Regions from separate parts of the Ovis aries genome. Here region 1 is linked to region 2. Evidence: chromatin contacts called from public Hi-C data. All regions are on one chromosome and are shown on one strand. Each heading gives the region's core, a stretch centred on a gene start, on an enhancer-like site or on the middle of the called end of the contact. The rest is flanking DNA. Distances are from core to core; before and after follow the strand shown. Region 1 has its middle 170 kb from the start of PDGFRA. Region 2 has its middle 82 kb from the start of PDGFRA.

The links. Hi-C and Micro-C count contacts between places; a contact is called where the count stands out from the background.
Region 1: a Hi-C map of hypothalamus shows a contact between it and region 2, with 6 times the contacts expected there. The contact joins two enhancer-like sites. A contact is called at or near these places in 4 of 16 Hi-C or Micro-C datasets (hypothalamus, liver and tail adipose tissue).

The regions. Positions count from the first base shown.
Region 1 is chr6:70,607,705-70,611,728 of ARS-UI_Ramb_v3.0, reverse strand. No RefSeq gene overlaps it. Among named protein-coding and RNA genes, the nearest start is that of PDGFRA, 170 kb to the right of the region's middle. Within about 2 kb of position 2,103, at least 4 of the 54 cell types and tissues checked have an H3K27ac peak or open chromatin away from gene starts, as enhancers often do. A contact at or near this core is called in hypothalamus, where this site is marked.
Region 2 is chr6:70,516,575-70,520,267 of ARS-UI_Ramb_v3.0, reverse strand. No RefSeq gene overlaps it. Among named protein-coding and RNA genes, the nearest start is that of PDGFRA, 82 kb to the right of the region's middle. Within about 2 kb of position 2,092, at least 7 of the 54 cell types and tissues checked have an H3K27ac peak or open chromatin away from gene starts, as enhancers often do. A contact at or near this core is called in hypothalamus, where this site is marked.

The DNA of each region.
Region 1 (4,024 bases), core at 854-3,353, 91 kb before region 2:
TCAAGAAATGTATCTGAAGTTCAGCAGCTGGGAGGTGGAGGAGCTGGCATTGTCTGCTTCATAGCCTGAGCTCATGTGAACTTGATGGGAGGTATGACTAGCCCAAGGCCATACAGGGGTGATGTTAGGACTTGAACTTGAGTGCTTAGTTCTTTCCTCCATGACCCGGAAACCTCCTATACCTAGGTCTGCTTCTGGTGTTTGGGCACATAGGCTAGTAGAAAGATATTTTGAAAGTTACTCAAGTGTAGATAAATTGAGCAATATGTTCCACTTCATTTTAAAGTGACATGGCTATTATCAACTTGTTTCATTTCTGGGAACAAAGAAGGTTTTCATTTATAAGGCAGAATCATTAACAGAAGTATTTCCCATGTATGACTGGAGTTGATCCCTGCTGTAGCTTTATTCTGCTTTTGACATGTTTATTATTGTGATAGTAAAAGTCAAGAAATGCAGAAGCCTTGAATGCAGACAGGCCAAAATTAACTTCTAATATAGTCAGCTGAAAGAAACTGACCTCTGAGCCACTGTAGTCGTCAAATGTAGATATTACCCGAGAAAGGAAACTTTGAAAGATTTAATGTCCTTAGATGTCTCATTGCATTTTTTTCTGTGACCCAGTCTTGTTCCTCTGAAGTTCTTATGTGTACAGAAGAGAACTCTTTAGAGTTTTTGATTAAATACTCTTGATAGATGAGTAATACTATTTATATCAAACAGTTTAGTCTATAATGGCATGTAGCGCTATTGAAGGAATGTAGTTGCCCATATTTTAAAATTCAAATATAAATGGGGAAATCTGGCTAATTTTAAGCAATGTTAAATTTTTAAAGACAGAATTTTAAGGTATCAAGAAAAGACAAGTAAATCAAATACACTTCAATATTAAAAAAAAAAGAAAAAATTTCTTGGTATAAAAAGGCTATATATTCTCAGGAATAAAAGTATAGGTGAAATAAAAAACAGAGAAACTAAAACATAATGGCTTGAGCACAGACAGAAGAATTTTAAAATCAGATTAAAAATAGGGGATAATTACAGATCAGGTTTTTGAACAGCAATTTACTTCCCTGTCACTAGATGGGGCTCACTAGTCGAGGTTATTTTCTTTCCAGATTTGCATTTTGTGTCAGACAACATAAAGAATTCAATTGGGATTGGGGTTCAGCATTTTAAAAGATAAGTTATTGGAAGGTATTCAATGGGAATCCTAATAAGATTGACTTTTTTTGTTGACCACAATAGTCTTATTGAGCAAAGCTAGCTTTATCCCAATTTAACATGAAATAGGTCACTATTAGAAAAGACAGCTTTATTGTGTTTGTATTCGGGATTAACGGATAAAATAAATAGTTCTTTTCTTCCCACAGGGGTTGATGAGCCAGCTTTATTCTAAATGACTGAAGACTTCTGTTCTTTTCAACAAACACAGTCCTCCAATTAGGAGCTGCAAATAAGATTATATGCCCTGAATAAGTCTGAAAAGTCCTTTTATAATTAGAAAGTTTGTGTGTGGGAAGTGGAAGCAGCATTAAGTGTTCACTGTGGCTTTATTAAGAAAGTGACATGAAGATTTCCCAAATCCTCATCTGAGTACTCTAAAATGATAAAATAAAAATCATAGAAAACAGTACGTATATTCCATTTCTTTTTTTTTCCCCTGAAAGCTTACACATCTAAGCTGTAGAAACAAATTCATGGTTTTTATTTTATCGGGCATATTTTAGAAACAGTGTTATTTCATGTGCAAAATTATTAAAATACAAGTGAAAGTAATTTTGCTTAACGAATAGAATTAAAAGGGCTTTGTCAATATAGAACATTCTGGATATTTTCACTGGAGCCCCTTTTTTGATTATCACTATGTTACTACTATGATATAATATTTTGTTAACTACTGCTGGATTTGATATATTTAGCTCCCTAGCCTGCAGATACACAGTAGTTATTGTATTCTTTTAACCTTGTAGAGCAACCAGATTTTAGTATGTAAATGGATATTTCCTGGATGAATAAATACCCTCTCCACAGTGTGCTCAAGGACCCAGTGAGATGCAATCCCCACAGCCTCACAGAATAAGATGCAGTCACATAAGGCAGCTTCCTCTGAACCAAGGATGGGGGAAGGCAAAGGTGACGTAGGAGAGGATAAGCTGAGAGTGCCTAGATATGAGGGGAAAACCGCAGCTCAGACACAACTGACAGAAGCGAGTCCAGTCTCCAGCTCAGCTTCTTCTACAAATATACTTTGGGAGCTTACCTTACCAGACACTGTCCTGGGCTTATGGATACAGCCGTGGACAGGTCAAAGACCCCTGCCCTTACGGAATTACATTCTAGTCACTTCTTGACTGTGTGACTCTGTTGTATCATTTTGGGTCACACTTTTTATCTGCAAAATGGCATAACAATACCTACTTCACAGGGTGAGTAGACTGGAAATAATAAAGCTAGAGGACCCAGAAAGGCACTGACACCTAGGGGGCCATTCAAGAAATATTTCATGAACGCATGTGTATATAGTCAGGGACTAACTCTCTATGGGTTTCCCTGGTGGCTCAGTGGTAAAGAATCCACCCACCAATACAGGAGGCAAGGCTTCTATCCCTGGGTCAAGAAGATCCTCTGGAGAAGGAAATGGGAACACACTCTAGTATTTTTATCTAGGAAATTCCATGGACAGAGGAGACTCGCGGGCTATAGTCCTTGAGGTCACAAAAGAGTTGGACATGCCTTAGCGACTAAAATAATAAGAACTCTCTGTAGCTGGTTTCCTAGACTATTAAACCCTTAAAATTAAATTGCAGATATCACCTCCTGACCCCTGAATTTTATGTACACATAATACACAAACACACACAGCCATGATTGAGAATCACTAAATATCTCAGGAGTAAAAAGATTCTATTGAGCTTTACTTTGTCTAGTTTAAGTTATGAAAAAAATGGGAAATGAAATTGGATAACAATATTGAATATGATCTTTCAAACTATACTCTCCCTACTTCACCCTTATCCAATCCAGAAATGTAGACAAGTCCCTCCCTCTAATGGTCACCATGCCAAATAGACATTGAATGTGCTTAGCTTCTCGCCTGTTGAATTGAGAGAACTTTCATTTCCAGATGGAGCCATTGGCTTTATGTCATAGCAAGGTATATTTTAGACCAATGGTCCACCTGGCTGCATGCTGAAGTCATCTGGAGGAGCTCTATAACAACACCTAGGACCTATGATTCTTTACCGATAGTCCATAGTGTCGCAAAGAGTTGAACATGACAGAAGCTATTTAGCACAGTACCTATGATGTCTTGGCTATAACATCAAAAGCACAGGTAACAAAAGCAAAATAAGCAAGTGGGACTCTGTGAAATTAAAACAATTTTGTAGAGCAAAGGTTACAATCAACAAAATGAAAAAGAAAGCTACTGAATAGAAGAAAAGATTTGCAAACCATATATGTGATAAGAGGTTAATATCCAAAATGTATAAGGAACCCTTACAATTCAATAGCGAAAAACCAAATAGTTAGCAAAGGCCTTGAATAGACATTGCTCTAAAAAAAGACACACAAACTGCCAAAAGTTACATGAAAATGTGCTCAACATCATTAATAATCAAGGACATGCAAATTAAAACTGTAATGAGACATCACCTCGTACCCAATAGGATGGCATTAAAAACAAAGCCAGAAAATAACATGTTGGTAAGGATGTGGAGAAATTGAAAACTTGAACATCAATGGTAGAAATGTAAAACAGAATCAGTTCAGTTCAGTCGCTCAGTCGTGTCCGACTCTTTGTGACCCCATGAATCGCAGCACGCCAGGCCTCCCTCTCCATCACCAACTCCCGGAGTTTACTCAGACTCACGTCCATCAAGTCAGTGATGCCAGCCAGCCATCTCATCCTCTGTCGTCCCCTTCTCCTCCTGCCCCCAATCCCTCCCAGCATCAGAGTCTTTTCCAATGAGTCAGCTCTTCGCATGAGGTGGCCAAAGTACTGGAGCTTCAGCTTTAGCAT
Region 2 (3,693 bases), core at 843-3,342:
CTGATATTGCTTGTCCTCTTGGCACCTCCAATCCACAGTCTTGTGGTCCTTTCTGAAAGAGGTAGGTCCTGATGTATTGATTATGCAAGAAGTGGTGTGGTAGGTGAAACTTAGAATGTGTGCCCTAGGCAGGCAAATGGGGTAACCCTTATATTCCTCATTCGTGAAAACACTCTGTTATCAGAGACTTATATGTGCCTCCTGCCCATGACCAATGTTAAAGAAATAGGTTTCTCTTTAAAGGAGACAGAGCTGAGTGAGAATAAGTTAAAATTTACAGGCTTACCTATGCAGCTCATATTATGTATTTACCCACTTTCAGTTTCCATTTCCTTGTCTCCTTATAGTATTAAAATAAAGTTGTAAAGATAAAATGATAGCTATAAATATATTGATATATATTCAAATATATATTGATGTATTTCCAGATATATATCTGAAATAAATATATATAGTTATATATCTGGCATATATAAAATGGTATTTATATTTATCTATAGATATAGATAGATAAATTAATATCTATTTATTAGATACAGATATCAATAAAATATCTGTTCATATGTCTCATAGATATATAAAGTTCTCAGTCCACAGCAGACTCTTCACAAATGCCAGCCAATCACACACACACGCACAGACTCCTAATCACTGGCCTTTTTTCACACTTAAAATAAGAACCAGCTGATTTAAATTATAATCCTCCGCCAGTGCTCACGTGTGAAGAATTGGTACTTTCAGACCCTGGGAAGCCTCCTCGGCTGGCTGGGAGACAGACTCAGTAGTGTGAAGCTTTCCCAGGCACTTGGTTTGCATCAGGCAGATGCCCACAAACCTCTCATTCATAGAGCGCCCAAGCCTGGGCTGGGGCAGCAGAGCAGATGGGAGATAACCGGGTCTTTCATGCACTTAGACACTGAATAGAATTTCTGGGGGGTTTCCCTCTCTCTGGGCAGGCTGCTCTTGACTTTGCACCAATGAACAAATTTTGTAAATGTGGACATCAATTTAGAAAATTTATGTATGGTACCCAGGTTTAATCAATGGATACCAAAACTGGCCTCACTAACTCTCTAGTTTAGAAATGATACTACTCATGAGGCATCCAGACACAGCAGCTAGGACAGCTGATTATCTCCGACTGGCACCCCCATTTCATATACACTATCTCAGATCAGAGTAGTGGCTGCCAGAGAGGACGTGGTCGGGGATGGAGTGGAGGGCCATCTGACTAAAGGGGATCAGTATATGGTAACACATGGAAACTAAATTTTTGGTGGTCAGCATGCAGGGCATACAGAAATAGAAATACAATGTTGTACACATGAAACTCATATAATGTTATAAACCAATGTTACCTCAATAAAGAATAAATGTAAACACACATATACACAAACACTTGGTCCTGTCAGATCCCCTATTTCAAATATGCTGTGAGGCTGTGAGTGTGTCAGGCTGTGTCCTGGTTTGGGTCTTTGAAAATACGGTCACCAGTTAGAGACAGAGGAGAAAGTAGGACATCCTTTTCTTCTCAAACTTAAAAGAAAATTATTTATTACAAAACCAACATCCTAGCCAGCAACATGACCAGAAATTTTACTGAAAGAAAAACTCACCCCTAAACCAAACATAGCAAGAAATCAAAATGTTTTCTTTTTTGGATGTACCCTTTGCCATCCCTAATTTGTGAAATACTTGTGATCAAGCATTTAAAAAAAAACCACCAGGCAATGCCAAGGCTATGTGAGCTCTCAGACCTGCCCTCTCCCACCCTCTCGGCTGGCTCTCCTACAGACACATAGATGCAAGCCACGGGACGCCATCCCCTCCTCTCCAGCCCACCTGCAGATGGCCCAAGTGAACACCCCTAACTCCCTATCAATCAATGTTTCAAAACATCACCTACTGCGTGTTCAGTTCTTCTAGACACAAAGGGGTAGGGGAGGAGGGCTGCAGGAAAGAAACAGAGGGCCTGGTCCTAACTCTCCAGGGGCGTTTCCATGGCAACAGGAAGGGGGGTGGTGGAGGGGGTGGAAAAGGGCACAGTTTGAGTGAGAGGCCAGGGCCCAACTGGGGTTCGTGCCCTGTTTCGTGTGTTCAGGATGCAGCTGCCTTCTTTGTCCTTTGTGAATGAAGCCACCGATTGTAGTTTCTGGGGCAGTTTCCCAAAAGTGTGTCATGAGAAAGAGGCAAGATGTTAATGTGCTGAGCAGAAAAAAACAATTCCATAGCCAGATGAGTTGGGACATGAGGGTTAAGGAAAAACAAACAGGTCTCTTTCTGCAAGAGATCTTAAAGCATTTTTTTTCTCCTGAGGAGCAGCATGCATCTCAACCAGGGCACTGAAGCTTGCTGCATTTCTCAAGTGTGTATGGGCCCAGAGGAGAACATCTCCAGAAAGCAGCTTCAATAATTCACTTTGGGAAATGCAGCTGCAGAATATTCACTCGCATACCTGCTGAAAACCGTATACTAGATTCTCCCAGGTATTTCCAGCCAAGAAGAAGCCATTCTCTTGCCTTCTTTCCCATGCCTGGGAAATAGAGGAATTGGAGGGAAATTAGATGTTAGGCCGGAAGACACCTATATAGAGAGGTGTCCCAGAGAGGACTGAGAAGGGAAAGGATCCAATAAAAGATACCGTTTACAAAGCACTTTCTCTTAGGAGTTACTTAGCACTTTTTCAAAGGACTTACTGGGTCCCAGCTACTGCTATAACCAAAATCAACTGTAGTCCCCAAACAGAAGTTTCCATGGCCACCTTTCTGAGGTGCCATAGAAACCTCAGCCTTTCCCCCCATTGCCTTCTCTTTCTGAATATCCTCTTCACAGTTTCAATGGGAACCTGGGGAATGAGGTCATGGAAGACTCTGTGGCTCACCCTTCTCAGATGACTTAGGCTGTTTCAGGTCCCTTCCCTTCCTTCCAAGTTTCCTCCTATGTCTCCTGAGGTCACTCTGTTCTTCTTCTCTCTAGTCCAGTGGTTCCCAACCTTAGCTGCACATTAGAAATAGCTGAAGTTTTTAAAAGGTCCCAGTGGCCAAGTCTCAGCCCAGACAAATGAAGTCAGAATCTCTGGGGGGTGAAACTCAGGCATCAGTAATTTTAACAGCTCCTCGGGTGATTCCAATTTGCAACCAATGTTAAGAATTGCTGACAAAGTCCAAGAACAGAATTTTTAAGCAAGCCTATTTCTCAGGAAGCAGATTTGTTTTCGTCTGGAAGCCAGCCATCCTTTATTTGGAGCCCCAGATATTCTCTCCTGGGTACCCAAATCCTTATCTATTGGTATCTCTTAGTTATGACTGACGAATTTTCTGGAACCATCATGTTCTCTGCTCTGGGGCTCCAACTTCGCTTCTGTTCCTCTGACATCTCTATAGTTCAATCTGTATGTTAGGGGGCATCATTAGGCAGTCAGAGTGCAGTGTCTGCTTCTAAGAGCTTTGCTGCTTAATGATTCTTGCCAATTCCCAAGTTCTATTACTAACTCCAATTTCACCATCTTGATGCCATTAAGCCACTTTCTTGCTAGGAGTGACACCCCCAGACACTCATCTCCACCATTTCTCTTCTCAGAGAAGCCTAAGTGCAGAACATCAGCTCCCCTGTAAGATTTTAGTCTGTGATTAGAAGGGTGCAGTAGACTATGCCCTGAAACTGGGGGAAATGAATAGAAAATGTCACCTGACC